7 separate regions of the Mus musculus genome follow, and regions 2, 3, 4, 5, 6 and 7 are each linked to region 1. A link is a contact called in public capture Hi-C and promoter capture Hi-C data. All regions are on one chromosome and are shown on one strand. The core of a region is the stretch at or near the end of the contact, and the rest is flanking DNA. Distances in the headings are between cores, read along the strand shown.

What was found. Promoter capture Hi-C pulls out the DNA fragments that hold promoters and counts their contacts. Capture Hi-C pulls out chosen DNA fragments and counts their contacts.
Region 2: a contact with region 1 is called in a promoter capture Hi-C map of adipose tissue. The contact joins the promoter of Cygb here to the promoter of Fbf1 in region 1. A contact is called at or near these places in 1 of 39 promoter capture datasets (neural stem cells) and 1 of 9 other capture datasets (adipose tissue).
Region 3: a promoter capture Hi-C map of liver shows a contact between it and region 1, with 2.5 times the contacts expected there. The contact joins the promoter of Rhbdf2 here to the promoter of Fbf1 in region 1. A contact is called at or near these places in 2 of 39 promoter capture datasets (the C10 cell line and liver) and 2 of 115 datasets of contacts at active chromatin or transcription factors (bone marrow-derived macrophages and embryonic stem cells).
Region 4: a contact with region 1 is called in a capture Hi-C map of embryonic stem cells, with 2.2 times the contacts expected there. The contact joins the promoter of Ube2o here to the promoter of Fbf1 in region 1. A contact is called at or near these places in 2 of 39 promoter capture datasets (the 3T3-L1 cell line and maxillary cranial neural crest), 1 of 115 datasets of contacts at active chromatin or transcription factors (large pre-B cells) and 1 of 9 other capture datasets (embryonic stem cells).
Region 5: a promoter capture Hi-C map of liver shows a contact between it and region 1, with 3 times the contacts expected there. The contact joins the enhancer-like site here to the promoter of Fbf1 in region 1. A contact is called at or near these places in 11 of 39 promoter capture datasets (the C10 cell line, cranial neural crest, embryonic stem cells and 6 more), 2 of 484 Hi-C or Micro-C datasets (bone marrow-derived macrophages and olfactory sensory neurons), 9 of 115 datasets of contacts at active chromatin or transcription factors (astrocytes, embryonic limb bud, embryonic stem cells and 5 more) and 5 of 9 other capture datasets (adipose tissue, embryonic stem cells, liver and 2 more).
Region 6: a promoter capture Hi-C map of pre-B cells shows a contact between it and region 1, with 2.7 times the contacts expected there. The contact joins the promoter of Smim5 here to the promoter of Fbf1 in region 1. A contact is called at or near these places in 1 of 39 promoter capture datasets (pre-B cells), 1 of 115 datasets of contacts at active chromatin or transcription factors (pancreatic cancer cells) and 2 of 9 other capture datasets (adipose tissue and pancreatic islet).
Region 7: a contact with region 1 is called in a promoter capture Hi-C map of pancreatic islet. The contact joins the promoter of Ubald2 here to the promoter of Fbf1 in region 1. A contact is called at or near these places in 2 of 39 promoter capture datasets (cranial neural crest and embryonic stem cells), 1 of 15 datasets of contacts at CTCF or cohesin (the NIH/3T3 cell line), 1 of 484 Hi-C or Micro-C datasets (embryonic stem cells), 10 of 115 datasets of contacts at active chromatin or transcription factors (the NIH/3T3 cell line, the SCID.adh cell line, craniofacial prominence and 7 more) and 4 of 9 other capture datasets (adipose tissue, embryonic stem cells, liver and 1 more).

The regions. Positions count from the first base shown.
Region 1 is chr11:116,166,289-116,169,780 of GRCm38.p6, reverse strand. Fbf1 (Fas (TNFRSF6) binding factor 1) reads left to right here and starts at 1,603. Exons shown (of 31, transcript NM_172571.3): 1 at 1,603-2,229; 2 at 2,553-2,648.
Region 2 is chr11:116,652,689-116,656,180 of GRCm38.p6, reverse strand. It overlaps Cygb (cytoglobin), which reads left to right and starts at 1,868. Exons shown (of 4, transcript NM_030206.4): 1 at 1,868-2,404. The coding sequence starts at 2,262. It also overlaps a transcript of Prcd not described here.
Region 3 is chr11:116,622,608-116,626,099 of GRCm38.p6, reverse strand. Rhbdf2 (rhomboid 5 homolog 2) reads left to right here and starts at 1,880. Exons shown (of 19, transcript NM_001167680.2): 1 at 1,880-1,922.
Region 4 is chr11:116,579,665-116,583,156 of GRCm38.p6, reverse strand. It overlaps Ube2o (ubiquitin-conjugating enzyme E2O), which reads left to right and starts at 1,710. Exons shown (of 18, transcript NM_173755.3): 1 at 1,710-2,145. The coding sequence starts at 1,744.
Region 5 is chr11:116,468,498-116,471,989 of GRCm38.p6, reverse strand. It overlaps Prpsap1 (phosphoribosyl pyrophosphate synthetase-associated protein 1), which reads left to right. Exons shown (of 10, transcript NM_026364.1): 10 at 435-1,174. The coding sequence ends at 593. Among named protein-coding and RNA genes, the nearest start is that of Qrich2, 16 kb to the right of the region's middle. Within about 2 kb of position 1,534, at least 14 of the 459 cell types and tissues checked have an H3K27ac peak or open chromatin away from gene starts, as enhancers often do. A contact at or near this core is called in astrocytes and liver, where this site is marked.
Region 6 is chr11:115,898,530-115,902,021 of GRCm38.p6, reverse strand. Smim5 (small integral membrane protein 5) reads right to left here and starts at 1,883. Exons shown (of 3, transcript NM_183259.3): 1 at 1,680-1,883. The region is part of intron 7 of Recql5 (RecQ protein-like 5); the gene reads left to right.
Region 7 is chr11:116,432,274-116,435,765 of GRCm38.p6, reverse strand. Ubald2 (UBA-like domain containing 2) reads right to left here and starts at 1,672. Exons shown (of 3, transcript NM_176902.3): 1 at 1,338-1,672; 2 at 1,145-1,207. The coding sequence starts at 1,457.

The sequences.
Region 1 (3,492 bases), core at 354-2,853:
AAATAAATCTTTAAAAAAAAAAAAAAAAAAAAAAGAGTGTGAGTTATCATTCCCAAGACACTCCTGTGCTTGGTCTGTGGTGTCCCTGAGAGAACCTGTGTCCCTCTTATGTGATGTCCCTGAGAGAACCTGTGTCCCTTTTATGTGATGTCCCTGAGAGAACCTGTGTCCCTTTTATGTGGTGTCCCTGAGAGAACCTGTGTCCCTCTTATGTGATGTCCCTGAGAGAACCTGTGTCCCTTTTATGTGATATCCCTGAGAGAACCTGTGTCCCTCTTATGTTATGTCCCTGAGAGAACCTGTGTCCCTTTTATGTGGTGTCCCTGAGAGAACCTGTGTCCCTTTTAGGCAGCACTGCTTGATTAGCTTCCGGCCGACATCATCCGTGGTATGGTTGCTTTCTCCTGAGTCTGTTCCATTTCCCTCCTACAAACTGTATACAAGATTCTCCCTCCCCTCCTCTTCCACCTCCTCCTCCTCCTCTTCCTCCCCCTTCCTCCTCTTCCTCCTCTTCCTCCCCTCTCCTCCTCCTCCTCTTCCTTCCCCTCCTCCTCCTCCTTTCTCCCCCTCCTCTTCCTCCTCCTCTTCTTCCTCCCCCTCCTCTCCCTCCTCCTCCCCCTCCTTGTCCTCCTCCTCCTCTTCCTTCTCCTCCTCTTCTTCCTTCTTCTCTTCCTCCTCCTCTTCCTTCTCTTCTTCCTCCTCTTCCTTCTTCCTTCTCCTCTCTTTCCTTGTAAGACAGGTGTATTAGCTGATTTTGTGTATAACCTGACACACCCTAGAGTCATCAGAGAGGAAAAAGCATCAGATGAGTAATTGCCTTCATGAGATCCAGCTGTAAAGCATTTTCTCAATTAGTGATCAATGGGGGAGGGCCTAGCCCATGGTGAGTGGTGCCATCCCTGGGCTGGTAGTCTTGGGTTCAAGGCACTAAGTTCTTTTCTATAAGAACACATGAAGTTGGGGAGGAAACAGCTATGGGAAGATTTGGAGCAGGTACAATAGTACAATGGAGGGTGGACTCGATCTAAACATCAGCACATATAAAACAATTTTTTAAAATTAAATTTGTAGAGAGTTGGAGCATCTGTGTTGGCAGAGCACCACCTTGCCTCTGGCTAGAGATTTATTTACTCCTTCTTTGGATTGCACCTAAGAAAGTGTGTTGTGTTAATTCCGAGACACTATTATGTAGCTGGTCTCAACAGCCAGTTTTGACCTAGGAAATTGACAATCTAGGTCTAGCCTAGGTTTCAAACGCTATGATTCTGGGCGTGGCATGTCCACTGTGTGCCTTTGTTGATAGTTTTGGGTCTTCTGACAGAGCAGCTTTGACCTTATGATTGATCAAGAAGAAGATCATGGTCACCAATTAGCCCTCCGAACTTGAGGAACTCCCTTGCACCTAGTCGGGAGATGCTTTCCCCGCGCTTCACGGGAGTGACGTTGAGACAGCTCCTAGCAACTCGCGGAGCATCCAACAGACGCCTTGCCCCCGCTGCGGGGCACGCTGGGAGATGTAGTCCTTCCGGTCAAGTCCTGTGGTTCGGCCCGCTAGTGAACGGGCGACGGACTACAGTTCCTAGAATCCTCCACGCCACCGTCTATTTGAGGCCAGAGGCTGCGAGGTGGGACTGTCGCCGGCGGAGAGGTGGTAGGCCTGGCCGAACGGAGCGCACTGAGTGGAGTCGGAACCCTGGGATCTGGTTGGGCTTGGTTTCCGTGGCCTTGTTTCTGAAAGGACAGCTCTTAACAGGGCCCCTAGGGACTAGGGAGAAGCTCGGCTGTGTCTGGATTCAGACGGGATGGGCGCGCGGGGGATGGAACATTGAGAGGCACAATGCCTGGCCTGGCGCTACACTCCGGGACCCGCTGTGGCTGAGGGGCGGGCTCGCGGATTTTAAAATGCCTTCATGGAGTTGGTTGAATATGTGAAGACGTGACAATATTCTGGAACACTTTGGCCATTACAAGCTGCCCCTAGAAAATGTACCCCCGGCCCTGTCTGGGAAGCTGCGACGGAATGCATAGGAGATAGCAGAAATTCTTTGATGTGATATGAGCGAAAACGCGTTTGGACTTGTAGATCGCTAAAGTTGCCATTGCACAGGAGAAACACAAGCATTCCCCTGTGTCCACAACCCCAGATACACTTTGCATTTTAATAAGAGACTAGGCACACCGAGAAGACAGATGAGCGCCCCAGCTGCCTTTCTTCCTAGGCACGTGAAGGTGGGTTTGGGTGAAGTGTAAGAGACAAAGAGGAGGTAGGAAATGCTGAGAAATTCTGTTCCCTGTATGAAATGTTTATCATATGTGAACTCACTGTCAGGCTTTGTGCTAGATGCAGCCTATAGAGAGTTTCCTGGCAAGGGATTTGAGTCCGGATGTGGTTTCTCTTTCCAAATGGCTCCACTTGTCACCACTTCCAGGGTAAAGGATATGGTCTACTTTTAAAATACTCTCCAAGCCAAGGAAAGGCCGATAAGTGAATAAGGAATCCTCATGTATTCTCTCTCCCTCCCACCCCTCCCCCAATCTGTTTCTTGCGGCAGGAGCTTACCCTAGCCCAAGAATTCACTATATATATCATTCAAGCTGGCCCCTAACTCAGCAATCCTGCTTCAGCCTCCCAAGTGCTGGGATTGCAGGTATGAAGCACTGCCTAACTTTTTCTTCTTTTTAAAATTTTAATTTTATGCGTATGGGTGTTTTGTCTGTGTGTCTGTCTGTGCACCACATGCATGTCTGGGCAATCAAAAAACACATCGATCCATTCATCTGTCCCCGATGGGAGTGACAGTTTGTAAGCCCCTATGGGTACTGGGGATCCAGTCCAGCTCAAATACTCATCTCTGTCTCTTTTGATTTGTTTGTCAGGGTTTTTCGGTGTAGCTCTGGCTGTCCTAGCAGTCACTCTGTAGACCAGGCTGGCCTCAAACCCAGAAATCCACTTGCCTCTGCCTCCTAAGTGCTACCACCTCCAGACTGCTTTTTCTATTACATACCTCAGGTTGGCCTAGAACTTGTGATTTTCCTGCCAAGTTCTAGGGTTGCCGCTAAGTGTGTATGATCATACCCACCTCAGGAATTCTTTTTGAACTTTACTTACTCATCTGGCGTAGTGGAGCACACACGCACATGGAGGTAAAAGGAAGACTTGCAGGAGTCAATTCTCTACCTCCATAATGCGTGTCCTGGGCTATCCAACTCAGATAGGCAGGCCTGCTGGCAATAGCACCTTTACTCACTGAATGGCATTCAATTCAGGAATTCTGGGATTATAGAAATAGGTTTGACCAATTCCTGGCTGTCCTGGAACTTGCGCTGTAAACCAGGCTGGCTTCACGCTCTGAGATCTGCCTGCCTCTACCTCCTGCGTGCTATGATTAAAGGCATGAACCACTGCTACCCTGCTGGGTTTTGATCTCTTAAGTGAAGGATTCTTAAGAGCCTTGGAGCCAAGCACTGGGAAATGCTGAATTCTACCTTTTA
Region 2 (3,492 bases), core at 619-3,118, 490 kb before region 1:
TGCACCTTCTGAGCTTTCCTAATTACACTCCCTTTGCAGTAAAAGGCAGAGTCGAGGTGTGCACACAGACAGAACTATAAATTCTATCTTATATAACAATCTTATGTAATTTAGATACAAATTATAAGCTTATCAATTATATACTAGACTACTGTACCAATATAATCCTATGTTATGGAGATACAACAGTCAGAGGAGAAGTTGAGAATCGATAGAAATACTCTTTGCACATCCCACCTGGACCTCCTGGGCAACTAGCTGCCTTGGGCAGTAGGGCTTGAGTCAGCAACACAGGGCTGAGACAAGGGCTGAGTGATGCTGGGACCTAAACCCACCTGGGCCATCACCTCTCCAGGACCTTCAGTTTTCCTTCCTAAACAAGGTGGGAGGTAATGTCTCCTGGCCAGGAGTAACATCAGACACCCCAACCCTGAGCTCCAGGGAGCAGCCTGCTGGGCCTATAAAGGTTCTTGTTAACCCTCTGTGACTGAACCTTCAAGTCTGTGTTTTTTAAATTTAAAATTTTTTTGTTATTAGTGTGTGTGTGTGTGTGTGTGTGTGTGTGTGTGTGTGTGTGTGTGTGTGTGTGAGAAAGGACAGCTTGTAAGAGTCAATCTCGGGCTGGTGAGATGGCACAGTGGGTAAGAGCACCCGACTGCTCTTCTGAAGGTCCGGAGTTCAAATCCCAGCAACCACATGGTGGCTCACAACCATCCGTAACAAGATCTGACGCCCTCTTCTGGAGTGTCTGAAGACAGCTACAGTGTACTTACATATAAATAAATAAATCTTTAAAAAAAAAAAAAAAAAAGAGTCAATCTCTTCCTTCCACCCCGTGGGTCCTAGGGCCGGAACTCTTCAGATCATCAAGTTTTGTGAGGCAAATACCTTTAAAGATTTTAAATCAACAGGGACCCAAGCTGAAGAGGAGAGCCACTCACTTCCTGGGCAGCAGGGCTCCTCCTCATCTTGAGCTGGGAGCCTTGAGGAGAACCAGAGACAGTGCACTTATCTGTGTCAGGACCAGGCAGGCCCTCTGTGGTCTCAGGGTCCCTGCTGTCTACAGCCAGGTCTGAGCAACTGCTGGCAGGGTGAGGGTTCTGGGTCTCTCAAGACTGCACTCCTCCCCTCTGTCCCAGTGTCACCTCTCCCTGAGCAGTCTAAGAAGGAGATGAAGGATCTGCCTTCTGGTTCTCAAACTGAACTCTCGATGGTGACAAATGTCTTCACTGTCCGGTGCCTTACTCAGGACTTCCGGCTCCCCAGAGCCTCTCCATCATACCTGACTGACTGCCTCTCTGTGGAACTTCACTCCACCACGGCTAGGGCTAGGACGGTAATTCAGGACAGTGTCTGGTCCTTATCTACCTATCATTAACTACCTTCTCAGGACTCCCTGCTCGCAGGCGTAGGGAGGGAAGTGGGGCACGGGTCTCTGGCTCCCCAGACTGGACATGTGCACAAGTTCACAAGAGCCAGCTGGACCAGCAGATGGGAAGAGAGACTGCCCATCGCTCTAAACCTGCCAGAACTCGAGGTCCCCACGTCTGACAACGGGTGCCTCGGCCCAGTCTCAGGCTCAGGAGTGGCGGGGCTACAGGGGAAGCCCGGATTTGTCTGCAAGTTCCTCCTCCCAAGCAGGCGATGCCTGGGTGTGTTTGACTTTGAGTCAGATCCCCACCTCGTGAAGGGTGTACACACACACACACACACACACACACACACACACACACGTCCAGACACCACACGTCGAGAGCTGAGACCCGCACCCTCAGCTCCGCACCAGCCCGGGGCGCACGCCAGTACACCCGGCGCTGTCCATCACCGCGTGACCCCCTGATCCTCCCAGCCCCTTCTGCACATTGGCCACACCTACCTCTCCCAGCCGGGACCGCGGTGGCCTTGCTAACGGGTGGGTGGTCAGGCGGGCAGACGCCAGCCGTGACACCCCCATCCCGCCTAACCTTCACCTTGCCAAAATTGACTCCCAGAAACAGGACTGGATTTTTTGGAGCGGATTTTTTTTAAAAAACATTTTTTCCCCAGCAGACCACATCTCCGCCCCCAGCTCGCAGTCCCCCGCCCCCCGCACATATACCCTGCACACCCGCGCGCACACACACCCGGCGCGCACAGACACACGCTCCCTCCCTCCGGCGCTCTACTCCTCGCCCGCCCGCCCTCCTGCCCGCCTCGCACGCACCGGCCTCGGCTCCCCGCGCCCGCCGCCGAGCGAAGCTGCGCTGGGCTCGGAGCTGCTCATGGAGAAAGTGCCGGGCGACATGGAGATAGAGCGTAGGGAGAGGAGCGAGGAGCTGTCCGAGGCGGAGAGGAAGGCGGTTCAGGCTACGTGGGCCCGGCTGTATGCCAACTGCGAGGACGTGGGGGTGGCCATCCTGGTGAGGTAGGTGTCGCTCCCTTCTTGGCGGGGCCCAGGACGGGAAGGGTGACAGCGGCTGCGGGCAGAGGCGGGCTCGGCCCGCTGCGAGCTCCGGCGCCACCTCCCCAGTGACTGGGGACGGGTCGCGGTGACAGGGGTGCTTTGGAGCGATGGAAACCTTAGCTGATGCCTTCTAGCTCGGAGAGTGGGGCTCACCATCAGAAACTAGATGCAGGAGAGCGCTTGGTCTCCCCGGCCTCAGAACTCACCCATCCCAGTCAGTCCTCCTCACGAGTGACCCTAGTGATCCCACTAAGATGTATGTCCAGCATCCGACCAGCCCTCAAAGGGAACGGTAGGAGCTCCCCCTCTTTAAGTAATGGGCAGAGAAACTGAGGCTCAGTCAGGAAGGGGGTTAAAGAGGAAACAGAACTCCCTGTCCAGTTGGGCCCTTCAGAAGAACACAGCAGAGAGCTGGGGGGCGGGGGGGGGGGGTAAAGGTCAAGAGGTCAAGCTTCCCGGCTGCCCCTCTTTGCCGAGCTGCAGGTGAGACAGGAGTGAAGCCAGCAGGTACCTGGGATGCAATCCTGGTTGAGTTTTTTTGGCTTGGGGGGGGGGCCAGCTTTCAAGAGACAGGGCCCCACTCTGGACCCCACTCAGGTAAGAAGTATAGCATCTGGCCCCAGAATCCCTGAGGGCGCCCCCCCCTGCCCCCAAGTGACGCCGTATTTATACACCGCACCCTGATAATGTCACCAAGCCCCACAAACTAGAGACTGACTGTAGTTACAAATCAAACCCGTACTCTTCCTCCACGCGCTGGGCCCAGGGGTTCAGGCTGAACCCCCACATACACCCTCAGCCCCCAGGCTTTCAATTCTAGGATAGCAGGGCAGCCTTGTGTGGGGATAGGGTGGAACCCGGGGGCGGAACAGCTGTGATGCAGCTGTTTTCAGTCCCCCGACCCCTTCCCTGGTTCCTCTTCTCCCTCTGCCTCTGCCTCCTGCAAGCCTGGGACCTCCCCTGCTCCCTACCGATATGCCTGGGTTCCAACTCAGAAATAGATCTTGGAGGAAGAGAGTCGAAGCACTTTGGCGGAGTTAGGGGAGGAT
Region 3 (3,492 bases), core at 631-3,130, 460 kb before region 1:
GGACAGCCAGGGCTACACAGAGAAACACTATCTTGAAAATAAAAAAATAAAATAAATTTTAAAAATTCTTTTATTTATATGAGTCCACTATAGCTGTCAGACACACCAGAAGAGGGTATCAGATCCCATTACAGATGGTTGTGAGCCACCATGTGGTTGCTGGGAGTTGAACTCAGGACCTCTGGAAGAGCAGTCAGTGCTTTTAACCTCTGCTCTACCCAACCCACCAACGTGGCAGACTGGGGGCAGGGTGGTTAAGAGCAACAAGAGCCCAGAGACCTGGCTCACCTCTGAAAGCAGCTCTGCTGCAGCGCCCCCTGGTGGTGGTCTCTCCATACTCTCTGGCTGGGCGAGGACTTCAGAAAGAAAGACTGAGGCCATTGGTGCAGGGGCTGAGGATAGGGACTCCAGACCTGGGGGTACAGGTCTAGTTCGTTCCTCTGCCATTTCCTGCCTGCCGTAAGTTTCCACATCAAATCCCAAGTGAGGGGCTAACCCAGGCCCTAGGCATCTGTATCAGTGGCACCCCCTGCCCTTCTCCGGCCTGCTGTTCTTGTTCAGGAGCTGACAGGTCCGGCGAGTGCTCGTAGGTGGGAGCATGGGAGTGTTGGACAGGGTGTCATAAATGTAGGCCTTCGTACAGGGCTAGGTACGCGAACATGAAGAGTGGTACTCTACCAGGAAGTGGGTAAGAACATCACAAGATGGCACCACCCAGAGCCGAGTTAAGGGAGGGATATCTGGGTCCAGGAGGGAGATGAGGAGGCACAGCCCAGCTCCTATGGGCTCAAGGTGGCTAGAGACGTGGGCTAAGGAGGATAAAAGCCTGTGGCTTAAACTTGAGGGAGGGCCGGCCGTCACCACTACTAATAATAGCAAAGATAACAGCAGCTGCTAGTTAGAGCCAGGGGCCCCACAAATGCTCCCTGTTACTGCTACCACACAGAGAGGGGAAAGCTGAGACCGAGGAGGCTTAGGGGATTCATCTAAGACCACAGGAGCAGTCAATGGCAGATCAGGATTTGAACCCCCGGCTCTGTTAGCTGGAGTCATATATAGTTATTTCTCATTACAGCCAACAAAGCAAGTTACTTGGTCAGTATTGGCCAGGCTAGAGTATCCAAAGCCTGGGCCTGGGGGCTGTTCATGACACGGAGATGTGGAGGGCCTTCCTCTGCATCTATTGCCAGTTACTGTGAGAGCCAGCTTTCAGCCTTAGCAAGAAGCCTCTGTGTCCTTGGGTGCAGAGCAACATTCACAGTTTCCTAAGGGACAGTCCCAAGAACTAGCATATACCTCGGTTGCCTTTCCAACTGCTCTGTGTTTAGTCCTGGGGTGGTTAAGGGGACAAGACCCAACTTCCAGCAAGGACCCGGTCTGGCCTAGAAGGGATGCCAGGCCTGAGGAGAGATCATTCTAATGGACGAAGGAGAGACAGCAGCTAGAGAAGGCCAAGGCTTCCTAGACGATGTAGCTGCAGCGATCGATCGGGGATTCTGGAAAGGATGCAAGCCTAGTCGAGGCTCCTGGAGTCAAAGGAGCCTGAGGTCACACGAGAAAGAGAAGGGGAAATTGAGTGGTTTTTGCTTGGTTGTTATGGGGGTGTGTCCGTGTGAGCGCGTGTGTTGCTGGAGATCGAACCTAAGATCTGTGTGCTAGGCAAGTGTTTAAATGTGGCCATAAGTGGAGCAGCAGGAGCTACAAGCCCAGGCAGAAGCCGCGGGCCGACCACGCCCCCCGAAGCACCGCCCACACACCAAGAAGCCCCGCCTCAATGAGGCCCCGCCCACACCCAGTCCCCGCCCCTGCGCCCTCGCGCAGGTAGGGAAGAGGCGGAGCGCTGGCGCTCAGCCTTGTAGCCGCCGCCCCGCCGCTGCCCACTCTGCTCTCAGCCGCTTCCCGGGACGTGGGGCCTCCGAGAGGTGAGCACGGGGAATTGGGTGCGGCGGAGCTCGGGTCCGCTAGGCCGCGGGTGGCCAGGGATTCACGGGGCTGCCCCGTTCGGCCGCGGGGAAGGTCGGGGGCTGTGCGCCCCGCAGAGCGCCCTAGAGGCCGAGGCTGGACTCTGTGCCCGCGGGACCGCTGGATCCCTCCCGCAGATCCTTGGCCTCTGCTGGGACCAGGACGCCTAAAGGGGTTCCCCGGGGCACAGTCACCAGATGTCTGGGCGCGTGGTTTGCGCAAAAGTTTAAAAGCCCAGAGAGGAAGAGAGGGCACTGCCCAGTGTTGGAACATGCGACTCCGCCTCCAACCAGAAATCCCTTTTAGACCTTAAGACTATATTCCCCTGTCTCCCGGGTGAACTTCCAAAGTCCTCGGGCAGCGTTTTGTGCGTGGAGCTTCGCCGCCGTGGTAGTAACAGGTGCGGGGGTGGGGGATGGGGAAGGCTCACACCGCCAGAGTAGTCCGCGGCTCAGAAAGTGTACTCAGGAGTCCTGGCTTAAGGACCGAGGGGTTTGGAGAGTTGGGCCCCCAGCTGATGTTTCTGCATTGGATTGAAAGTTAGGGAGCGAAAGGTCTGTAGGGCCCAGGTCTCTACCACAACCCCAGGGCAGAAGGGAAGCCAGGTCCATACCTTGATTCAACTCCAGGAAACACCGAGCCGCGAGTCTGTAGGGCCGGGACATAGAGAGCGAAGGTGAGGTGTACCTGAGGGATTGCCTCATAGGTGGAGCGGTTGCTGTTTCTCAACCAGCTGCATTGGGGGTTCCAGTGTGGGTGACATCTTGTGGTGAAATACTGTCCCCAGCATCTATGTTGTGCTGTTGTGATTGTAGTCAGGGAGAAGAAAATGAAACTTGGTTTCAAGCAGTGGTTCTCAGCTTAGGGGTGCTTTTGCCCGCTAAGGATATTTGACAATCCCTGGAGACACTTGGCCATCACAGGTCTGCCCCACAGTACAGAATCTGGCCCCTCAAAAGTCAACATTGAGTGACCGTCCTATGACCACCAGCCCACTAGGGTACTTCTTGTGAATTTCTCTCCCTACCTAAGTTTCTCCAGGGGCTGGGAAGGGCCAGGACGAATCTCAGTGAGAGATAAAGAGATAGGTGGGCAGGCTTCGCCCTGGCTGGCCACTGGCCCTGTGGAGGAGAAGCTGGGAACAGTGGCTCTCTCGAAGCACAGGTCTGTAGTACTTTACCCAGGATAGCTTCAGACACAGGATAAGCTCAAGGTAAGCCAGAGTAGCCCTGGGGATGGAGGAAGGGCAGGACCAAGCTCTGTTCCCATGGAGTTTCCCAAAGCTGGATGAGCTGAGGTCTCCCGGATAGCGGAATGCCATGTGACCAACTGGAATTTTCCTTCTGAACACAGAACTGACTCCCCTAGCTATTTACACCAGGAAAGTAACATCCAAGGAATAACGGGTCCACTGATTCCCTGTGGCTCCTCTCTTTCCTTCCAACAGGATGGGTTGCCCCTGGGGCGGTAGGAATCCTGGTCAGGGTGAGCTCAGGCCCTGCTGTAGTATTTGCTGAGTGACAGTAAAGG
Region 4 (3,492 bases), core at 461-2,960, 410 kb before region 1:
TTACAAGCTGCCTTAGAGCTGCTTTTTCAGCTATTTAATGAGTATTTGTTTCACGTGCCCAACTAGACTGTCCTCTAGGCACATGTTCATGGCATGCACCACCACACCCAGTTGACAACAACTTAAAAAAATTATTGTGATGATATCTGTGTACATGAGTTTGGGCACATGTGGGCATCTAGAAGATGAAGATGCAGTCACTCTGCAGGGCTACAACTTGATTAGGATGCCAAGGGTGCTTGCTAAACTTGACTGACTAGGAGTGAGGGCACATACCTGTAGTACTCACTAGGGAGGCAGACACTGGCAGATCTCTGTGTTTGAAACCAGCCTGGTTTACAGTGTGAGTTTACATAGATAGGTGGATTTCTGAGAGTCCAGGCCAGTCAGGGCTGCATAGTAAGACTCTGCCTCTTTTTTCTTTTCTTTTCTTTTCTTTTCTTTTCTTTTCTTTTCTTTTCTTTTCTTTTCTTTTCTTCTTTTCTTTTCTTTCTTTCTTTCTTTCTTTCTTTCTTTCTTTCTTTCTTTCTTTCTTTCTTTCTCTCTTTCTCCCCCCCCCACCTTTTTTTGATTTTTCAAGACAGGGGTTTTCTAATATATATATATATATATATATATAAAATTTTAAATTTCAATTAATTTTATTTATTTATTTTGGTTTTATTTTGTAGCCCTGGCTGTCCTGAAACTCACTTTGTTTGGTTTTTTTAAAGGCATTTTTTATTAGATATTTTCTTCATTTACATTTCAAATGCTATCCCCAAAGCCCCCTATACCCTCCCCTGTCACTTTGGGTTTTGTTTTTGTTTTTGTTTTTTGTTTTTGTTTTTGAGACAGGGTTTTTCTGTTTAGTCCTGGCTGTCCTGGAACTCACTCTGTAGACCAGGCTGGCCTCGAACTCAGAAACCCGCCTGCCTCCCAAGTGCTGAGATTAAAGGTGTGTGCCACTGCCTTGCAAGACTCACTTTGTAAGTCATGGCTGGCCTCGAATTCACAGATATCCTCCTGCCTCTGCCTTCCAAGTGCTGGGATTAAAAGCATGTGTCATAACTAAACCGCATTTAAAAAATTTTTGTTTGGCTTTTTTATTCTTTTGTTTGTTTTTACTTTTCGAGACAGGGTTTCTCTGTGTAGCCCTGGCTGTCCTGGACTCACTCTGTAGACCAGGCTGGCCTAGAACTCAGAAGTCCATCTGCCTCTGCTTCCCCAGTGCTGGGATTAAAGGCGTGCGCCACCACTGCTTGGCTTGTTTGGCTTTTTCGAGGCAGGGTTTCTCTGTGTAACCTGGACTTGCTTTGAGACCAGGCTGGCCTAAAACAGAGATGGGCTTGCCTCTGCCTCCTGAGAGCTGGGGGTTAAAGGCGTGGCCACCACGTCAGACCCGGGCATAATTTTTTTTTAAGAAATTACAGTCAGTTTTGCGTGCAGTCCCCGCCCCTCAACTCCGGTAGACCAGTACCCTTCCTCAGGCCCCTAATCCATCTTCGTTCCTGCAGCCCTGCCACGCCCCGCGGCAGTCCTTCCACCCCCGCCCCAAGCATCTTCAGCGTCCCCTAGCGACCGGGCGGCGGCTCCTAGCAACAGCATCCCGGCGCCCTAACGACGGCGGCACGCAGGCCTACGTCAGCGCGCTCGGCCCCGCCCCCGCGCCGCCGGCCCCGCCTCCCCGCGCCTTAGGCTGCCGCCGCCGCTACCGCCGCCGCTGTCGCTGCTGCCGCCGCCCGAGACTCGCGCAGAGCAGTTATGGCGGATCCCGCAGCGCCCGCACCCGCCCAGGCCCAGGCCGCCGCCGCCCCGACCCCGGCCGCAGCCCCCGCCGCCGCCGCCCCGCCGCCCGCGCCCGCTACGGACTCGGCCTCAGGGCCGTCCTCCGACTCCGGCCCCGAAGCAGGCTCACAGCGCCTGCTGTTCTCCCACGACCTGGTGTCCGGCCGTTACCGCGGCTCGGTGCACTTCGGGCTGGTACGCCTCATCCACGGCGAGGACTCGGACTCGGAGGGCGACGATGACGGCCGCGGCAGCTCGGGCTGCTCCGAGGCCGGGGGCGCGGGCCACGAGGAGGGCCGGGCCAGCCCTCTGCGGCGCGGCTACGTGCGCGTCCAGTGGTACCCGGAGGGCGTCAAGCAGCATGTGAAGGAGACCAAGGTGAGGCGGGCCGGGGCGGTCGGCAGGGCTCGGGGAGGGGAACGCCGCCTCGTCGCCCGGTGCACCGTCATCACACCGGCCTGGGCGCGCACGCCGGCAGGGCTGCTCCGGGCGAGGGGAGGGGCCTTGCGAGCGATGCTCGGCTGTGGTGTTGGCCTCGGGGTGATGGACGCGCACGGATGCCCGTGGGGACCTCCTCGGGCGCTGAGGCGCGTTCGGCGTTACACTAGTGCGGCGTTTTTTGCTTACAACCCCCACCGCTAAAGGAGGTCCGTGCTGCATTGTGCTTTCCGAAGGGAAGGCCGTGCCGGGGAGGGCTTGGCTGTGGGTATTCCAAAACAAAGATAGAGGTGAAAACCCAAGAAGTTGAGCAGATGCTGACGGAATGCATGGTGGGGCAGCGGCCCCACGTCTTTTTTGTTGTAACCCCTCTGCATCCTTTGAATTGCCTCGGAGAACTTTATGAGGGAAATGATGAACCAGTCCAGGGCCATGATATTAATAGTACTGAGGGAGATGGTGGCAGCTGCGACTGGGTGTCTAGGACTTCTTGGGGTGGGGTGGCCTATGAAATCGTGGACAGAAGAGAGAGGGACCAATGGGAAAAGCTGCATCTTGTTTTTTCGTTCTTTTGGTTTTAACCTGGGGCTCTTAAGCAAATACCACATTCTCCCACTGTTCGGGAAAGAGGCTTGTGAATGGAGCAGTTCTACAAGAGCGGACTGACATCATAAACCTAAGCCAAGATTGGTTTGCAGGCTTGTTTTCCTGAGTGTGTGGTTTTGTATCTGTCTCTCACATATCTTTACCTCACAGCTCCTCCTGTCCTGCCCCTCCCCATCAGGAAACATTTCTAAGCATGAATCAGGTCCCTGGAAGTGAGAGATCTGCTTTGGGGGAAGGCTGTTAAGTCACTGTTTTTTGCAGTGCTGAGGGTTGAACCCAGGAACTTGATGCTAAACCTCCAGCACTTTGACGTAGAGCTACGTCCTAAACCATTCTACTTTATTTTGAGAGTAAACCTTGCCAACTTGTTCAGATTGGTTTGGAAATTAAGATATTCTCACCTCAAGCCTAGACAGTATAGAGGAGCCAAGCCACCAAAACAATCGCAGGGGGCTCTTCAGAAATTAATATAAGGCTGTATGGTGACTCATGTCTTTGTTTTTTCCAGACAGGGTTTCTCTGCGTAGCCCTGGCTGTCCTGGAACTCACTCTGTAGACCAGGCTGGCCTTGAACTCAGAAATCCGCCTGCCTCTGCCTCCCAAGTGCTGGGATTAAAGGCATGCAGCACCACTGCCTGGCGACTCATGCCTTTAATCCCAGCACTAGGGAGGCTGATGAGG
Region 5 (3,492 bases), core at 285-2,784, 300 kb before region 1:
ATGTGGTACCTGAATTCTTCCTTGAAAATAGTTGAGTGTCGTTGGGTCTGGGCAGTGCTAAGACAGAAGGTTTGAGCCCTGGATGCTTGGTTTGTAAAGTCTGTACTTTAGTACATGTGATTTTATGTTTGTAATCCAAGCAAATGAGACATGAATTACAGTTGTGCCCTATTCTAAGTTACATATCAAGACCCTGCCTCAAAATGAAAGCCAAAAAGCCAAGACTGGGGTGTAGCTCAGTGGTAGTGTGCTCACCTCGCCTGTGTAAAGCGTTCAGTCCCCAGTACCACTACAGAAACCCCTCTGCAGCAAAAGTTTTGTTTTGGGGCTTGGACTGTGGGCATTAAATTAAATGTTAGATAATGCTTTTCTGCATAGCCACTTCCTGGCTCACCTGCATAACTTTGTACTCTCTGTCGTCGCTTTGTAACTAGGTGGTGGTGACAAACACTGTCCCTCATGAACTTCAGAAACTACAGTGTCCCAAGATAAAGACTGTGGACATCAGCCTGATTCTTTCTGAGGCGATTCGGAGAATCCACAATGGAGAGTCTATGGCTTACCTCTTCCGGAACATCACAGTGGATGACTAGCTCAGAGCTGCCCTGACCTGCAGAGGCGGACAGACACAGCGGGGTGTCAGCCTGCAAATGGGCTGCAGTCAGGGAGTCTCTACCAGGCTGCTGGCTCCCTTCTCTCCCCATATTCAGAGTGCAGTACCTATCTGGAATGTGTTCTGCTGAATAAGCAGGCATCCAGTTGTAGGCTGGTAACACCTTCCAGTAAGACAAGAAGCCTGACCGCCCAAGACTGGGTGCATGGCACGGCCCTCCTGTCCCTGTCATCAGCCTTGCTCTTAGTGCTGAGCAGACCCTGACGGTTTGTTCACTGGTGTCTGCTCTGGGAAGGCAGCTGAGCCGCCCTGGCACTGGTGTGTGCAGTTGTCCTCTCCCTGCACAAGGTCAACTGAATCTGTCAGGGAGTCACTTTTCTTTCAGAAACTGCTGTGCCTGCTGCCATTAAACAAGGAAGTGTCCCTGCCTGCTTTCACTGAGCTAGTCAGATGAGAGAGTAGCACCCTGTCCCTCAGAACCGTGTCACTCGGAAGCTGCAAATAAAAGTTCCTTGTCTCCCTTGGGTCTTCAGTCGGCTGCTGAGCTCCCAGCTCCCTCCTAGACCGTGACAAGCCTGTCGGTGCTGTGCAAGAAACTGGGTTCAAAACGGGGGTCAGGTCCATGGCTTCAGCGGGCCACAGATGTGTCTCCCATGGCCTCCATTCCCTTCCTAAGCACTGTGGGCGCATCTGTGTGTGTGGATTGTGTGATTTGGACAGTTCTGGGGATTGGACCTAGGGCCTCCTGCATGCCGGGTAGGTGTTCCACCACTGAGCCTTGTCGCCAGTCCCTAAAAAGGTGAACTGAGTGGTCATCTTCCCTTGTGAGCTGTGGTGCTGTTAGTTGCATTGCTGAAGAGACTGCAGTTGCCGGCCATCACAACCCTAGTCTGCACTGTGGGAGGCCTTCTGCAAACACAGCAGAGCTTGGACCTTTGAGCCTGCTCCAGTTCAGAGCCAGGAGTCAGAGAAAAGGGCCATCCCAGGAAAGGAAGAGGACTTGCTAATGGGCTCTGGCAGACAGGAAGGAGTCTTATTTGTGTGATTGTATTTCACTACAGGGAAGTTTCCTCCACTCTTTTTTTATCCCTTAATGATGAGGAAGGTTCCCAACCCACAATTAGGACCTTGTGCACATTGGCCTTTTCAAGCTCACAAAGAAGCTTGCCTTCTGTTAGTGGGCCACATAGGGAAAAACTGAGCAAAGGACTCGGTCATTAAGATAATTAGCTTGGAGGCAGAGAAAAAGTTGTAGCCTAGTGGGCAGGAGAAGCACACACACACATATGGAGAGGGGTGTGTGCCTGTCCGGTGCTTTGTTCTCTAAGACCGAAGACATGAACAACGATGGCTGCTTGCTGTTTTGGCTGGCTGGCTGGCTGGCTGACCTGTGAGTTTCAGGCATGTGTAGCTATGCCTGGCCTTTGAAATGGGTTTTGAGGTTTCTCATGCTTGGGTCACAGTGTTTTTTACCCTCTGAGCCATCTCCCCAGTGTCATATGAGACTTGGTGTGGGGTCTTTTTCAAGATAGGGTTTCTCAGGGCTGGAGAGATGGCCCAGCGGTTAAGTGCACTGACTGCTCTTTCTGAATTCAAATCCCAGCAACCACATGGTGGCTCATAACCATCCATAATGAGATCTGGTGCCCTCTTCTGATGTGTCTGAAGACAGCTACAGTGTACTTACATCTAGTATAAATCTTTAGACCGGAGCAAGCAGAGGTATTGAGTTTAATTCCCAGCAATCACATGATGGCTCACAACCATCTGTACAGCTACAGTATACTCATATAAAATCTTAAAAAAAAAAAAAAAAAAAAAAAAGATAGGGTTTCTTTATGAAGCCCTGGCTGTCCTGGAACCCACTCTGTAGACCAGACTGTCCTGCAACTCAGATCTGCCTGCCTCTGCCTCCTGAGTGCTGAAATTAAAGGCATGAGCCATGCAGTCTGTTCTTAACTAGTCAAGGTACACAGCTAGCTAGACCTTTCTAGGTCTGTCTGCAGTTGTGGACTGGAGAGTTATCTCAGTAAAGCGCCTACCGCAGAAGCACAATGACCTGCGTTCCATCATGGGCTTGGTAGCACACACTGATAATTCTAGCACTGGGGAGGGCAGAGACACTGCAGATGTCATGAGACCCTGTCTTAAGCAGGTGACATTGACATCTGATCCACAGGTACAAAATTAGAGATGAAATAGAGGTTCTTCTGAATTCTAAAAGTGGCATTTTCAGCTAATACTTCCCTTTCCCCTGGCTTCAAAATAGGGATTTTAAAGATGTATGTAGCACTAATAGTTCAGATAGTTCCTGACTTAGAACATGCTACTGCCTGGTGGTTTTTGTAATCTCTGATACACGTGGCCAGAACAACTTAAGTTGCAGGCTGGTGCTAGCCCTCAGATTTGATGCATCATCAAAAATCCTTCCCTAGCCAGGCATGGTGGCGCACACCTTTAGACCCAGCACTCGGGAGGCAGAGGCAGGTGGATTTCTGAGTTCAAGGCCAGCCTGGTCTACAAAGTGAATTCCAGGACAGCCAGGGCTATACAGAGAAACCCTGTCTCGAAAAAATATATATATATATCCTTCCCTGGACTGCTCTTATTTCATACACAAGGCACTAAATTCCAGGGTCCTAAGCCGGGCAGTGGTGGCAAATGCCTTTAATCCCAGCACTTGGGAGGCAGAGGCAGAGGCAGGCAGATTTCTGATCTACAAAGTGAAGTTCCAGGACAGCAAGGGCTACACAGAGAAACCCTGTCTCGAAAAACCCAAAAAAAAAAAAAAAAAAAAAAAAAAAAAAAAAGTCAAAGATGGGGCTGGAGAGATGGCTCATCGGTTAAGAGCACTGACTGCTTTCCCAGAGGTCCTGAAT
Region 6 (3,492 bases), core at 634-3,133, 270 kb after region 1:
CCAGGCCGCTTGTGCAGCAGATTTGGAACCTTCTGTGGATGCTCCACAGGCAGTGATCAGAGAGCTAGCACAACAGAGAAGGAAACTGGCCGAGCTGGGGGACCGATTAGTGTTCCTGGGTGTGGCATGGGACATGGAGGTTCTTGCTATATAGTAAGTGTCCTGTAGGCCAGACAGCAGAAGCTTGGTCCCACAGTTTCTCTACTTCCTCCTTGTCTACTTGATCATCCAACTCCAGCTCCCCACACGGATGAGGGCAAGCAGCGTGTCTGTGCCTGATAAGAGTCATGGGGGCTCTCAGCCCCTTTTGTCCGTTGAGGAGCATCTCGAATGAGACATAACCAACAGATGTGAGAGACCTGAGAGGTCAGAGCCTAACCAGCAGGGCAGAGATGCCCACTGTGCCTGTTGAGTGTTTGAGCAACTCCATCAGTGCTGGGGCTCCGGTTTGGAGTCAAAAGTGGGTGCTTGAAGCCTTGGTGGTTCTGCTGCCCTGGTCCCCAAGTTTTCTAGACAATGGAGAGAACTTCCTGCTCTGGTGGCCAATAGAAACTAAGCGAGCTCCTCTCCTGCAGCCATAGAAGCTGGGCCTCCCTCTGAGCTCAGGGACTGCTGGAGCCTGTGTGTCCCAGATGTGGCTCAGCTGCAGTGCAGTCCCTCTGTTGCACACTTGTTAGTATTACCACAGGAGTTAGCTTCCCAGTCCCACACAAACCAGAGTGCACCCCCTCTGCTGAGCCAAAGAGACTCTCGGCCCTCCCCTTGGTTTCCAAAACTGAATGATGTTTTTCTTTCTTACTGGATAACAGTGTGTTTGCTTTGGAAGGGACGTCTCACGGGGACTTGAACCCCAGTGTGAGGACAGGAGGCAGAAGGGCTTAGCAGCCTCCTCTCGTGAGGCCCTGCCCAAGAAGGTTGTGCTTGCCCTGCACAAGGACTGAAGAGAAGAGCTGTCTGGGGGCAACCATTACAGTAGTTAGTGTGGAAGAGACTCTGGGGTCTTTTCCAAACTCATTCATGTAGTCACAAACTCCTTTCCAAACTTGGGGTTTGAATTAGGGTGCATATCCCTGGCTCAGTTTTCAGAGATCATTGCCAAAGGAGGATCAGGGGTCCTGGTAATCTAAGTGGGTGCAGAGACTCCTCCCTAGGATGATCCTGAGCCGGAAGCACACAGCGGTGAGCAGGTCAGAACTCCAAAAGACAGGAAAGCTGCTGCTCTTGTCCAGCATCCAAGTAGGCAGTTCTGCTGCTGGCTCTACCAGCTCCTGGGGCCAGAGGCCATTCAGCAGGCTGGGCACACCTTGTCCTGAGCCTTCTTGAGAACCAGGGAGGGCTCAGCCCTAATCCTTTCGGAAATGGAGGCTCAGCAAGATTGGGGGCCATATCCTAAACTCACTGAATAGAAAAGGTTTAAATGGATGTGTCCAGCAGCCCCCAGCCCCTGTGCCACACACCGAGTAGCAGTACATCCCCCTTCTCTAGTACCAGGTCCCAGGGGAAGAGCACTCAGGTATACACACAGAGGAGGTGACTAAATTCCCATAGGAGAGTGGCCTAATATATCCCCCAAGACGTTCCTCTCCGAGCTCATGCTAAGCTGTGACTCCTCGCCAGAGATACGAGACCCTGGCTGCCCTCCTTTCCCGATCCTGTCACCTCTAGCCAGTGTCTCTTACCTGGGAGCTCAGATAGTGGGGAGCCTCGAAGAGGTGTCCCAGTACAGAGCCTCTATGTACCTCCTGGAAGTCCTTTGGCCACCACCTTTGACTTCTTCACCAGCGCTGCCACTTTCCTGCCTAGGCGGCTGCTTCTCACTCGGGCACCTCCTGGTGCTAGCTCCCGGTTGCTGACAGCCAGCTGCTGTCCAGCTTCAGCGCCTCATCGCTTCAGCTTTTTTGTTGTTGGTTGTCCTGGAGATCTAGGTGTCAAATTACAGTTGTGAGGAGGAGCCCAGGGAGTCCTCCCCTGAGCTTGACTTGCCCTTCACGCCCTATGCCTTTCCCTGCCTAGAGGTCCACTCTGCTCTCTGGATCCCCAGACGGCTCCCTCTCTTATTCTTCCTCCTGTTCTGCCCTCCTCCTGCCTTTGAGCCAGGCTGTAGGCTGTAGGCTGTAGGCGGAGGGCTGGGGTTGGGCTAATGACAGAAGTGGTTGGCTGTGGTTCCCTGTGGAAATAACCCCGGGGGGCTCCGTCTGAGGTTGCCAGAGGAAGAGGGTGGAGTGACTCGCTCTTGGGTGCCCCAGCACCCTCTGGATGGCCTTTTTGGCTTGTGTCCCTGACCACCCTGGTCTGTCTCTTGGGCCACACTCTGGCTGCTCTCTCTGCCCTCTGCCAGAAAGAAAACCGGGCTACAGGATCACCCAAGCACGTCAGCAAGCTTTCAAGCAGCCCTCTGGTGTGGTACTCTGCCATCTACCCAGGGGCATCTGGGGGGAAGATGAGGATCCTAGATACTCTAAAAGTAGTCTGCGCCGGCCATGGTAGTGCACACCTTTAATTCCAGCACTTGGGAGGCAGAGGCAGGTAAATTTCTGAGTTCGAGGCTAGCCTGGTCTACAGAGTGAGTTCCAGTACAGCCACGGCTACACAGAGAAACCCTGTCTCGAAAAAAACAAAAAATAAGTAAATAAGAAAAAGAAAGAAAGAAAAGTAGCCTGCTTGTTTTAGTGAGGGGCCTTGGGTCCTTCTAAGAGAAAGGTCACTGCTGGTCTCGTTCTGCTCAGCTGTCTGCATGACAGCTCTGTTGGCCCATTAACGTTTGTCGGTCTTGCCACCAGCAGACCAGGCTGCAGGGGGAGGACTGACCTCAGCTCTGCAGTCAATGGAGCCCTTTGAATCTGAGCACAAAACCCCAGTGAGCCAGGGCTTGGGGCAGGGTGTAGACAACCATATGGTCACAGTGCCTAGATGCCAAAGCTTCTCAGAGACAGGACAGGCCACCACTGTACAGGCAGAGGGAACATTTGTCGTGTATATTCAGTGTTAGTGGGAGCTGGCTGCAAGAGCGCCCCCCAGTGGCTGTCTCAGCTGTCTTCCTGCCACTTCTATGCAGTTTTAGGGCTGTTCTTCACTTTGCTGGAGGGACCCTACTTCTTTAGAAGGTGGCATTGCAATTTGCTTTCCTTACAGTAGCCTGCTGTGTGGGGTCAGATCCGCAAGCAGTATTCAGACTAAGAAAACCCTCTGTTCCAAAGCTGTTAGTGCCGGCTAATCTTAAGCCTGGGCACTCAAACTGCCCTGCCTCGCGCTGTCTCTTCTGGTTCCCAACCCTGTACCACATTTCTGGCACTAGAGATGACTGTAAGGACCCTGATAGAACAGTGGCCTCTCCCAGGGCCTCAGCCTGGGGATCCGAAAAGAGACTGGCCTCCTGCACCAGGTGGGCTTCCTGCCACCAGCTTGGGCAGGAAGTGGTTATCCGCAGGGGAACATCTGGAGTTAGAGGCTGAGAGGGAGGCTCTAGTGAGGCTCTAGTGAGGCTGGATCTCC
Region 7 (3,492 bases), core at 423-2,922, 270 kb before region 1:
CCTGTCTGTCCTGGAACTCACTCTGTAGACCAGGCTGGCCTCGAACTCAGAAATCTGCCTGCCTCTGCCTCCTGAGTGCTGGGATTAAAGGCGTGCGCCACCACGCGGGGAGGGGGGGGGGCGGCTCGTTTTTGTCAGAAGAAAAAAGTGCTGAGAACAAGATACAGCAGAAGATCCACATGTAGTCTTGTCTCCTGGGGACAAGGACACCAAAAAAAACAAAAAAGTCCAATGGCAGATCTCTTAGGGAATAATGTTTTACCACCCCTCTCCTGGGCTCAGGCCCTCCTACACGTTTGGAGCTAATAGCTAACTAGGAGTTAGAGCAGAGAAGGGATGTGCCTGGCCTCAGGAAAGCAGGGTACCCACTGGCCAGAGGGCAAAGGCTCTAGCCTGGAGCCAAGTTGGAAGAGGACAAATCCAGGCTCCAAGAACTATTTCCTGGACTGTTTTGTTTCTTAACATACTGAGATTAAAAGAAATTCTTGGCCTCACCTTAGGTATATAAATCTGTATATCCTCCATAAAGGTTATGTTCCCTGGAGGCTTTGGAAGGGCCAGCCTACCTTTGTGGGTAGAGTTGGACTTCCGGAGCCAGGGTGGATCTATCCCTCCCCTGCTTCCTGCAGCACTGGGTGGGTGGGTGGTGTGTGTGTGTGTGTGTGTGTGCACACGGCTGTGTTTGTTGCACCAAGACACAAATCCCTACCTCAGTCGTGTGTGTGTGTGTGTGTGTGTGTGTGTTTTGCATCAAGACACAAATCCCTCAGTCCCCCACCACCCCGAAGTCCCCAAAGGTCTGGTTATCCTCGAGCCCCTTCCCCATCCTCTGCTATCAGAATCGCAACATCCTGCTGGAAGCCGTCTTCCCTTCCTTCTACCCCCACCTCCCCAACACCAAGGCCCTTACACCCAGGGCACAGCGCCCAGCACAGGGCCTCAGGCCCCGATCCAGCGGCCTGGAGGCGGGTCCCAAAGTTGGGCGAGCCAGCGCCGGCCTGGGAGCGCTCTTTCCTGGAAGACATTTTGGCTCTTTGTTTACATTCGCGGCGCGCCGCTCCCCGGCAACATGGCTGTCACCGGCGCGGCTGACAGCGACCCTGCCGCACCGAGCGCCCCCTCCGCGGCCCTGGGGAACACTTACCATCTGCGGGTGGTGGTGGCTGTTGGGAATGTTGCTTTCTTGAAAGAACGTGCTTAGGGCGGTCTGCGGACAAAATACGGGACGCAGCGGCGTGAGCGAGGCCTGGCCGCCCCGGCCCCCCCCCCCCCCGCCGCGGCCCCCCTACGCGGCCCCCGGCTCCCACGCGCGCTCCCGACCCCGGCCCGGTGCACACCTCGAACTGCCAGTGCGCCGCTTGCAGCAGCTGCTGCGCCTGATCGGCCGCGCAGCCCGCGGCCAGCACGAACTGGTTGATCATGACCTGGTGCCGCAGCTCGTCCGTGTTCACCGACATGGCGCTGGGCGGCCGCCCCGGGCTCACGCTCGCAGCTCCGCCGCCGCCCGGCGAATGTTGTGGTTCGGCTCGCGCGGCCGCGCCGACGCCGCAAACAACAGCGCGGGGCGGGGCCGCCAGGCCCAACGTTCGGGGGCCGTGAGCCGACGCCGCTGATTGGCCCACGCGCAGCCCAGCCAGCCGCCGGCTCCCACACGGACGTTCGATTCGAATCCTGCGGCGGGCCCGGCCGCTCTGTTTCTCTCCTCGCCTGGCCGCGCCCATTGGCGGAGTCGGTGCCGCGGGGGCACCCCGGCATTGGCCAGCCTCCGTGTTTTGGCTCCTCCGAGTTGGTGGTTGGCTGGGGCCGCCATCGGGAGGCGGGGCGTGATGCGCTGATTGGCCTACCGTAGGCCTGTTTGAACTCAACTCGAAAACCCTGACCGCGTTCTGATTGGTGGAGGTCATCAGTGTTTGCTGTTGTAGGCGTGGGGGTGGTGCTGGCCAAGTTCATTCATTACTTCATTGAAACTGAACATGCTCAGCTGGAAAAGCAAGACGGAGTGGCTTTGACTCATTTCCTCTGAAAGATGTGGTCATCTCGAGAAACAGAACGATCAAAATAGAAAACACACAGAACCTTCGCAGCTACTCGACTCTCAAGAGTATTTAAATTTTTAAATAGCTTCTAAACAGTCTCTCTTAAAAAAAAAAGAAAAGAAAAAGAAAACTTTTGAAACATGGCAGACAGATCCTGGGTTCAATTTCTTAACACCACAAAACAAAACAAAACAAAACAACACAAAAGAACCAGGCGTAGTGACCACATGGTTTTAATTTCAGGGCTCAGTGGGAGGTAGAGGCATTCGGATAGCTCTGAGTTCGAGGCCAGTCTTGCCTACATGGTGAGTTAGTTCCAGGACAGCCAGCAGGGCTACATAGAGAAACTCTCCAAACACACACACACACACACACACACACACACACACACACACACACACACACACGGGGGTGGGGGGGAATAGCCAGTGCCAGGGCATGCTTTGCATAATCCAGCCTCGGGGTTTAAAAACCTTATGCTTTAAAAAAAAAAAAAAAAAAAAAAGTACCTGTTTTCAGCATGAAGACATTTTCTTTGTCATTATTCCCTGATCAAGAGGACATTGATACATCTATTCACATGAAACTTACATTGTATTGGGTATTAAAGTGACCTAAAGATGATTTAAGGTACACAAGATGGTGAAGTTGGCTGGTAGGAAAAAATGACACATGGTATAAGAGCCCCACTTATCCAAGGATTCTAGACCATGGGGAGCGGGCAGGAACTGTTTCCACCCTGATCTGGAGGATCGGATTGGGAATTTACTGTGAAGGCTCCTGTTTCAGGAAGACATATACTGTTTTTCATCAGAACTAATTACAGCGAAGGTTCTAACTAGTTAGGGTGTGCAGAACAGAAGGACAGAACAGAAGAAAGCAAACCTCACTTCTATTTCTTTGCCAGTGAAGGCAGAGGCAGTGAGAGTCGCTTTCCATGGTGTGGGTGTAAAACCAGACTGGGGTTGACAAACTTGGCAGCAAGCGCCTTTACTCACTGAACTCTTTTTATTTTACCTAAAAGGACTAAATGTTCTCTTTAAGAGAACTTGCCCGTTTTTTAGAAAGTATCTAGCTAAGAATAAGGTTACAACTGATGTTTGCACACCAATGAATGCACAGCTGGCTGGAGAGCTCTCCTAGCCTACCAGAAGCCCCGGCTACCTCCCCAGCTCCACAAGAAGAGAACAAAAAGCTTTGGGCGCAAGGATGAGTTAATCTTGTTTCTTTTGTCTTCTGTTTTGTTTGTTTGTTTTGAAGGGGTAGGAGTACTATAATTATCTTTAGATATCCCCAAAACGCCCACGGGCTGAGGCTGTAAGTGTGCCTGGGAAGTCAAGTATAGACCCCCCCCCCCCAGCCGTGTTTCAGGGTCCCCTAAAGCTGTTGACACTCAACTTCTTTTATGTAGCATAGCATAACACAGCATAGCGTTTGTACATAACCCCTACACAGC